Linked DNA regions of Anser cygnoides: region 1 is linked to region 2. Evidence: chromatin contacts called from public Hi-C data. All regions are on one chromosome and are shown on one strand. Each heading gives the region's core, a stretch centred on a gene start, on an enhancer-like site or on the middle of the called end of the contact. The rest is flanking DNA. Distances are from core to core; before and after follow the strand shown. Region 1 holds the start of PEMT (phosphatidylethanolamine N-methyltransferase). Region 2 holds the start of PRPSAP2 (phosphoribosyl pyrophosphate synthetase associated protein 2).

Region 1 (4,681 bases), core at 1,357-3,856, 320 kb before region 2:
TTCTGAGCCGCAGGGAAGGGGGCACCGCTTTATGGCCCCCCCGGGGCCAGAGGGCTGTCCCTGGGGCTCTGCTCTGCACGGACACCCCGAACCCCGCACCGTGCAGCCTCCAACTCGCCTTCCATTGCACAAGACCGATGCCAACCCGCTGCACAGTGTGCACGGATGCATTTGCATCACTAACAGCTGCAAAAGACTTTCCTGTCTTATGTAACAACAACAAAAGAAAACCCTTAAAGCTTGCTGGTTTTCCTCCTTTTTTCCTTTCTGTTTTTCCCCCTATTTCCTTTTAAGAGACATTTTTTTCCCAGGACAGCTCCCTGTCAGCGTTTTTACGTGCAGTAAGCCATGCTGCTTCCCCATCCCTCCCCCTCTCCTTGCAGTGGTATGTGGATGAAAAACAGCCAGCGCCTATTTTTTTATTATTTTTTTTTGCCAAAAACTTTGAAAACAAAAGACAAAATAGCCCGGCCCGAGCCTTTCCCTCACTTGAATCAAAATCAAGACAACATTGAGACGTGGAAGGATTTTGCTTCCCAAACACAGCTGTGTTTGCGAGTCCTTCGATGCTAAGGGACGGGAAGGGCTGGAAAAGGCAGCGGCTTGACCTCTCCTGTCCAGAAGAGAAGCTCCTGCGGGCTCCTTCCAAGGAACCGGAGCAGTGACAGCAGTCACGGAGAGGGGCTGCTCAGCCTGCTGTCCCCTGACGGCCGAACGACCGCCCAGAGGACGAAGTGCAAGGGCAAAGGTTGAATCGCTACGGGCAGGCGGGGGGATCCTCGCACGGGTTTGCCCCCAGCCCTTAGACCACCACCGAGCGCCCCGGGGGAGAGCATCAAACGAAGGGGAGAGCCCCCAGGGCCTCTCCTCACCCTGTCCCCATTCCTCCTGTCACCCCCACGCAGCCCTTCGCCACCAGACCTCGTCCCTTCAAGCCGAGCGCTGCCAAGCCGTAACCTGGGCACCGAGAGGGCTGCCAGCACCGGGGCCGAACTGTCCGGTCCTGCTTCAATGGCCAACCCACGGGACCAGGACAGCTTCTTTCCTCTTGTTTCGTACAGCGCTGAGCACACCGCCAGCACGGGCTGAACAAAAGCTCCTTGACCTACTAACTCCTGGCTGGCAACATCGTTAACATCGCGCTCACCTTCTTTTCTCTCCTCCTGAACGACCAAATTCGCGGCTGCCAGAGGGAAGCAGATTGGCCTGTGCCTGGCGTGTGCTTTTCGGGATAAAAGGGGAGCCCATTAGGATGAGCCGTCTCTGCAAGCTGCTGAGACAACCACGTAACGAGCACAGAACATTCAACTTTGCCCCCCTCCTCCCTGACAGGTGATAAACAACCGCATCTCGGAGGAGCTCCTGGTGGCAAACGCTGCTTGCTCGGATGCTGCTCGGCCCCAAAATTCGGGCGGATGAGAGCTGCACGGCTCACCCAGGTCTGGTGGTGGCAGCAGGAGGGGTTTGCCCCTCTAGGCGCTGTAAGGATGCGGCCCTCGCCACGCAGCTGGGGCACGAAATCGCGTCTTGAGTGGCAATTAGGGCCGGGAAGGGCCACGGGAAGCACCTCAAGCACCGTGCGTGCACGGCGCCGAGCATCCCTGCAGATTTCCAACAATCCGCTCCACCCGCAGCCCCAGCCTGGGGCTTTAGCACCCGCACAAACATCCCCGCTCGGAGGTGGCACAGGGCAGCGACACAGGGCAGCGATGCGATCCCGGGGCAACCTTCGCCCTCGCGTTCCTCGCACGCCGGGCACCGCGCGGGGCCAGCGCGTCGGCAGCGCCGGCGCAACGGCGGCGTGGCAGCGAGGACGCGGGGCACCCGGTCACGGTGACCTCGCCGCCAGCCGCCGCCTTCCCACCCCCGCTGAGGCCAGCAGGACCCCAAACCCTCCAGCACCGAGCCTCGTACGAACGCCCCGACACCCAGAGCGGGCACGGCCACGTCCCACCCCCCCCCCCCAACCCCAACCTTGGCACGGCCAAAACCCCCCGAACCCCACAGCGGGGGCAGCGGGCCGGGAAGGGCGGGGGGCGCAGCGGGTAGCATCCCCCTCAGGGACCCCCGCAGCCCCTCTGCAACCCCCGTCCGGCCCTCGTCCCGGTACCTGCCCGTAGTCCAGGCCGCCCAGCCCGCTGCAGCAATCCCTCGGCCACCACCGCGGCCCCGCTCCCCGCCGGCCGCCCGCGGGGCCCCGCTCGTCGCCGGAGCCAGGCCGCAGGGCCATGGCCGCATGGGGGGCTGGGGAGGGGGGGGGGGGAGGCCGCGGGTCTTTCCCCCCCCTTTCCCCTTCCCCACCGCCACCACCACCCCCGGCAGCAGCACGCCGAGCACACGCGGCGGCGGTGCCGGGAAGTGTAGTCCGCCCTCGGCAGCCACCGGCAGGACTACAGGGCCCAGAGGACGCCGCGGACGGGCAGGGAGGGAGAGGCCTCCGGAGCCGGGGCATGGCCGCCGGGTCTCCCCCCCCTAAACCCTTGGGGAGCACCCACCGAGCTCGCCGCCTCCGTCGCGGGGCTCCCGGCGTGTTGTCCGGCTGCCGAGGGGGGGGGGGGGGGGAGGCCGGAGCTGGAGGCTGCTGGACTTCGCCCCGGTGTGAAGCAAGCGAGGGGAAGAAGAAAGGGGGGGGGAGAACGGGGGGGGTGTGTGGGGGGGGATGGAGGAGAGCGGCACCGCCTGCAGCCCCCCTCCCCGGGGTGAGGGGGGGGCGGTGGGTTTGGCCCCCGTGGGTTTCAGGGGGCTGCAGCGCCGGTGGAGGACGGGGATGGGGTCGGTGGTGAGGCACGGAGGGGGTTGGGGAGGGGAGTGGGGGGCTCTGAGGCCCCCGGGGCGTCAGGGAGCGGCGGGGGGGGGGCTGCGGTGGGGCCCCACGGGGCCCTCACGGCCCTTCGGGGCCAAACGTACGGAGAGGGCACAGGCAAAGCGTGGGGCTTGGAAAAGAGTGCGGGGCTTGTGGTGTGTTCCACAACGGGTCGGTGTTTGGGGCCAGAAACACCTCCGGTGGGTCTCTGGTACAGAAATTGCTGCTGGAGTCGCTGCGTGCCCGCTATTGCTCGTCCCAGGGCAAAATTTCAACCCGCCAGGTCTGGGTGTATTTTACGGGTGATTCACTGTGCCCTGTTCCCTTCAGCAGGCGGTACTATTTGTAATGATTGCGATTATTGTTACTGGCCTCGTCTCTTTTCTGCTCTCCTCTCCGAGATGTTTCGGGTTGGTGCGGCCGGTGGGAATCGGTCCCGTGTGGGGGAGTTCAGGTGGGATCGTCCCTGCGGGCCTCAGAGGATCTCTGCGTGGACCTTCCAGTTTGACAGACCTTCATTTGAGAAGAAATACATTTGTTTCAAAAAGGAGTTAGGTAGGAAGGGGGTGTTACGAGTGGGCTGCAAGTGTCCCTCCCAGAGATCTCTCAGAAGCGGTGGTGGGGAAGGGGATGGGACGTGCACGTGTGCCTGGACAGGCACCGAAAACATGCACGAGTGATGGCTCACGTGCAGCCCTCGCTGGCAAAACACCACCCTTCCAGGTTGTGCTTGAAAGATGCTGGGAAGCCCAGTGACGACTCGGCTCAGTGGGAAACCAGGTTTCTTTAACTCTGCTCATCCGAATCTGTCTCCGCATCCCCATTTCCCTGGCTGCAGGATCAGCTCCTGCACTCCGGGTGCTTGCACGAGGCTGGATCCCATCCCGTCCGGGCCCTGCGAACGCAGTCACAGTACAAACTGCAGCGCCGGCTGCTTTGGGGTGAGGTGCACGCGAAAGCACCGTGGGTGGGAGCAGCGTTCCCCGAACGGATTATCTCCAGCTGCTTCCGGCCTCTTCTCCCTCGCGCTGGATAATTTTGCTGCGTTGAGTGTGTAATTATCGCCTCTGCCATCTCCCAGGCTGGAGCGCAGAGGATGTTTATTTTGCAAGTCCTGCCAGCTGGGTCCTTGGGGCAGAGGGGAGGGTGAAGGGGACGCGGTGGGGAGAGCAATGACGGCAGCGTTCAGAAAGGAGGAAATGTCTCCCCGGGGAGGGGGTTAGCAGGGAGGAAAGTTCTCCAAACGGGCCTCTGTGCTGCGAGGGGAGGATGTCCCTGTGCTGTCAGCGTGGCTAGCTGGGAGAGGACAAGGACACCGCGGCGGGCTGGGAGGATAATAAAGCTTTTGGGGGGAAACACAGGGCAAGAGCTGAAATCCCTGGGAAGGAGCTGAGACTCCACATTCAGGAGAGGAAATGGGGGAGGAAAAGGTAAAACCGTGGGCAAGGAGCTGAGAAAAAAGAGCTGGACCTGAAACGAAGAGGAGCTGAGTAATAAAGCTTCTGAGGGGGAAACACGGGGCAGGAGCTGAAATCACTGACTCTGAGTTTCTTTTCAAATTGTTGGGGAAAAACATGGGGCAGGAACTGAAATCACTGGGTAGGAGCTAAAAATCGTCATTCACGGGGGGAGAGCTGGGTTGTCACAAACGTACCCATCCTGTCACCCCACACTGGGGGGCACCCTGCACTTCAGGGGAGAGGGGCTGCATTTGGGGCAGGGGAACAGCAGGGCCCCCACGCTGCTCCCACTGCCGAATCCCCCGTTGAGGGGATGTTTTCCCCCGTAAGAAGGAAGGGGGTGTTTGCAACAGCAGGGCCCCTCCACGCACCGGCCTCCGTCCTGCCTCTCGGAAATATCCTGGCAGCTGCGCAGGAG
Region 2 (4,678 bases), core at 1,250-3,749:
CAAACAAAGGGCACAAATCACTCCGGCGTGCCAAGCTTAATAATTCTTACCATCACGTAGATTGTTAGAGGAGTATAATATCCACTTTTATTTAAAACAAACAAACACCACTCACACACACAAAAAACACCACCACAACCTGGCAGAGCAGTGATGGATGAAGCTTAGGAGACTGGATGATAGCAGCATTTGTCTTTTCTCAGGTGATACATGCAGGCTGTCATCCAGACAAGCACGGGATGAGCAGCGCCCTTCACCTTGGCTGGACTAGGCGTGGATTTTTTTTTTTTTTTGAACATTTCTGCCTGCCAGGGTTGCATCTGGATTTAGAACAGCAAATCTCTCTGAGCCACTATATTCACACCCTGCAATTTTTCAGAATTCCTTAGATGATTGCTAATTGGATCATTGTAAACGAAATAAAATCCAGGTGCTCATTTTGGAGGATCTATTTGTAAACTCTTGGATAGCATATTGTAAAATTAACAAATCCCTCTCCGTTGGGACTTGAGATTTAAATTTACATTCCTCTGATCAGAAAAAACAGAGGCAGGAAAGGAATTGATTTGCTCTAAGAAAACAAAGGCGGCAGCCTTAGAAAAAGCATCAGAAGACAATCTTTTTAGTTCCTGGTTCTGTGGTTTGCTTAGGCAATGTCAGGAATTTGGGGCAGCATGAATCAAGTAGTCAGCAAATTCTGGGTGTCCCCAGGGTATTGAAAAATGCTTCTGGGGAAGGCTGCTATTTGCATTATGGGTCATTGCTTCAATATGTGTTGTTTCCAGCTGTTCTGCCTTAAACTGCTCTGCCGTGCCAGCCTCTAGTGAAATCCTGTGATGAAGACTGATGCGAAGAGAAATCTTTGCTGCTCTGAAGAGGCTAACAAAAAGCTCAAATGCTCCTTCTTCCCAAAAATACAAAACAAAAATGAACGTACAAAGATCAGTGAACCTGAACGAACGGTGGAAACACCAGCATGTAAACAGAAAAATGCAGACTGGAAATGGTGGGGATGGTGAGGAGGTACAAGGCCCGTTTTCTTATGCTTAGCAGTGTAAGTCAGAGACGCTCCAGAAACACAGAATCACTGCAGCGCTGTGTCTCAGAGGGCACAAACAAGCTTACGGTCTCCCTGCTCACATATTTCAGCCAGATGTCTTTGCTCTGTGGTAGTGCTACAAGTGGAGAGCTCTGCACCTGGCAGCTGCTCCGTGGCTCCAGGTTAAATTGCTCTCCTGCCCAGCTTCGACTGCTGGAAGTGGAAAAGGAGACAACTGATGAAGTGTTAGAATGCAAGAAGCAAATACTGTGAGCGATGGGGAAGCACTGGTGTGTGAATGCTTAACGTGGAAAATACAGCTCATAATGGCAGAAACTGTTTCAAAATAGTAAACCAAAAGTTGTTGTTTTTCAGGTGCATTTGGCGAGAAGTCCCAGCAGCTGTGCCTTTTCTTCCTCTTTCATGGTATGTAAAGTATCTGTTCAGGTGCTCCAGGCCTTGCTCAAATGCACCCTGTATGTTGCAGTCCAGGAATAAATAATTCATTTGTGAGAAAAGCTGTGATGAAAAGTACCCGATTTGTACCTCCACTCTAAATGCTAAAATTCTGATCCGTATGTAATAAAGTGCTGTTGATCTTGGGCACACTGAAAAGCACAACTTAAAACAGCTTCTTGCCACGGAGCTGGGGGAAAAGGATCAGAAAAGGAAAAAGGGTTGGTGCTTGAGTATTTACTTGGAGGGGAGGGAGGAAGAAGGGACAGATGGACAACCCTGGCAAGAGCCTTATCCTGCTGAATTTATGCAGGATGACTCTAAAGTTTGTCAAAGGAGTGAAAGTACACATAGCTTTTGTCATGGATGTTGTCCTGTGATAATCCTGGGCTTCTAAAGAGTGACTAAACCCATCCTCTTGCCGCAAGTAATGTAAAACGCACCTTTATTCAGTTTAACCCAAGTGTGTTATGAGGGGGGCCTTGGCAGGACTCTGGACAAACTGTGTATGCTTTGGACAGTATTTACAAGGGAATCGAGGGACCACTTTTTGCTGTTGTTTTTTTGACTTTACAGAACATCTTCGTTCTCCACAAACACTGTTGGATCAGCTACCAAAGGCTGCGAATGGCGAAGCCCCTCCATTTTGCTGGTGGAGCCCACAGCAGCGCAGCCAGCCGCCCCGCTGGGAGTGAAACCTGGCGCCATGCAGACGGACATCTGCCTGCTTATACCTCTGCGAGGGGGCTCTCGCAACCCAGGCGGGGGCCGCCGCCCACCTCCTGTGGCCTTTAAAAGGAGAGGGAACGACAAAACGCAGCTTTGGTAACGGGAACCCCAAAACATCCCCCCCGGCAGCATCGCGGGGCCAAGATGGCGGCGGCGGGGGCTCCCCTCAGCCGCGGCGCGAGGCCTTGGCGGGAAAGGCGGCGGGGGATGGGGGGGGGGGGGGTGAGGGCGTCGCCTCGCGCCCGCCCCTCGCGCTCCCCCCCCTCCCTCCCGCCCCCCCCCCCGCGCGGCGCCGCCATCTTGCGAGCGGCACAACCGGAGGGGCCGAGCTCCGCCGCTGCCTCCGCCTCTCCCCGACCCCTCCGGCCGGGCCGCTTCTCCCGGGGCCGGGGGGCCGGAGCCGGCAGGTAAGGCATTCACCGAATGGGGCCTCTCCAGCCCGCTCAGCCTCGCTTCAGCCGGCTGCGTGAGGGCAGGGTGCCCCCTTCCACAGCGCCCCCCCCCCCCCCGCTTTCCTCACACGGGGTCCGCCGCCTGAGGAAGGGGCTGCGAGGGCCTCGCCTCAGGGGGCTCTGAGGGAGGGAGCCCCCCTCAAGGGCGGCTTCTTTTCCCCTCTCCAGGGCAGCCGGGGGCTCCTCGCTCCCTCAGGTGAAAGGGGAGCAGCGGGGGTGCCCCCAGACCCCCTGAGGGAGGGGAGGGGATCCTCAGGTGCAGGAGGGGCTGGGGGTGCGCAGCCCCCCAGGAGCAGCTGGGGGACACAGGGAGGTGTGGGGCTGAAGGGGCGACCCTCTTGCCGTTTAGCCCAGGGGGACCCAGCCCTATTTATGGGGCTGGGGTAAATCGCATCCCCTCGTGGGGAGTGGGGTGGGGGGGGGTCTGGTCTGCCCCCAGCCCTTGGGGATCACAGGAGCGGTGCTGTGGTGGTCCCAGGCAGTTATCGCTGCCTCCGTGGCTGTTCGTGCGCGCACACTCACTTTGTGGAGGTGTAAAAGCCCGTGGAGGTGAAGCAGGTGGGAATAGGGCTCGTGGACATCCACTCCTGTAATCGTTTCCATCATCACGTGTTTGTGTAGCTGTGTGCAGCCCGAAAGAAAAGGAAAGAAAAGGTAGGAATTTGTGGGCAGTGCCTGCATTGTGATGCGTGCGTTCTCTTCCAGTCCACGCTGGCTTGGAAGACCTGCCCGCCTCAAGCCAGAGAGGTTTGTGGTCCCACGTATATTTGTGGATTCATGTCTTCACACACCTAATAAAGTTTTTGTGAGCGTGCTGTCATCCCAGTACCCTTCTAAAGTTTGATACATCAGTGTTACTCTACAGACAGGACTTCTCCCTGCCTCACACACTGTGTAGCCCACTTGTTGCTGCTGAAGTACATCTACAAGGAAACTCCTTGGCTTATGGTTATGAGAAAAATCATCTTCGGTGTTGCTTGTGGATGTCAGCATCATATTGTGGAGTAAAATACATCCTGAGTGATGAACAGGAAACAACTCTTGTCTTTCAGCACATTCCTTAATTCCCCTCATTTTCCTAATCCATGCAGAAAGGAGGTAACATAACTGGAAAAAAATCGTCATAAAAAAACACCGTGTAAATATTTCCAGTGCTATTTGAAAGCTGTTTATACATTGTTGCCATCTGATCATACAGGAAGGGTACTTCCAGGTGATGTTCCAAAACCTAAAAGCGTTTCTAGTACGTGCCCACTTTGTTGGATTTAAGATGTCTTTAATGCCATTATGAATGCTTGGCAGGCCACCTGGGAGCTGTGGAGATTAAGTGTGTAGCGGAACGAAGGAAGAAACATGAGCTAGGAAATGGAAATTGATTTTTATTTTCCCTTAAATTGTGGGGAGCCTAGTTTGGGAGGGATGTAGGTAAGCTTTGGATTGGACGTCTGTAACCACTGCCTTTTAGGATTTGGGTGTTGGTTTATTTATTTTTTCTTTTCCCAAATGTCTGAAAGTACAGGCAGAAAGGGATAGGGTTTTCCTTTAATGTTATAGGATATGGGCTTGGGGTATACCAGGGTAAGGTATATATATATATATATACACATACACACACACAAGGTAAGGCTGTACCAGGAAGCCAGGTATAGGGATCCTACTGGAATCAGCAACTGGGCATTCAAATTCCGTTGCTGAGGTTGTCCCCGTTTGTGTGCTTTCTGCACGTTTGGGAAGTTTTGGCGAAGGGCAGGTTTTCGTTGACAGCAGCTGAGCCTAGCACGGCCTCTTCATGAAGGGGCTGGCGTTAGGAAGTTCTGGCTCCTGATGGAGGATGAATGGGGTACGCTGCTGGGACTAGGCCAAACCAAGCAAGAGTACTCCAGGTTGCAAAGGTGGGCTGGGGTAGTTTTTTTAATAGAGCTAGCCAGCTGTGCCCCTGAGTATGAAAACTTTTTTTTAGATGCTGTTTGGGAGCACTTGATAGTCGATAAGCCTTCAGTTT

Evidence for each region. Hi-C and Micro-C count contacts between places; a contact is called where the count stands out from the background.
Region 1: a contact with region 2 is called in a Hi-C map of liver, with 2.5 times the contacts expected there. The contact joins the promoter of PEMT here to the promoter of PRPSAP2 in region 2. A contact is called at or near these places in 2 of 7 Hi-C or Micro-C datasets (both in liver).

The regions. Positions count from the first base shown.
Region 1 is chr15:3,223,737-3,228,417 of Taihu_goose_T2T_genome, reverse strand. It overlaps PEMT (phosphatidylethanolamine N-methyltransferase), which reads right to left and starts at 2,606. Exons shown (of 8, transcript XM_066977696.1): 1 at 2,496-2,606. LOC125182461 (a long non-coding RNA gene) reads left to right here and starts at 2,633. Exons shown (of 2, transcript XR_007162312.2): 1 at 2,633-3,358; 2 at 3,527-4,336.
Region 2 is chr15:2,901,969-2,906,646 of Taihu_goose_T2T_genome, reverse strand. It overlaps PRPSAP2 (phosphoribosyl pyrophosphate synthetase associated protein 2), which reads left to right and starts at 2,499. Exons shown (of 12, transcript XM_048067964.2): 1 at 2,499-2,631. LOC106032117 (chemerin-like receptor 1) reads left to right here. Exons shown (of 3, transcript XM_013174939.3): 3 at 1,415-2,632.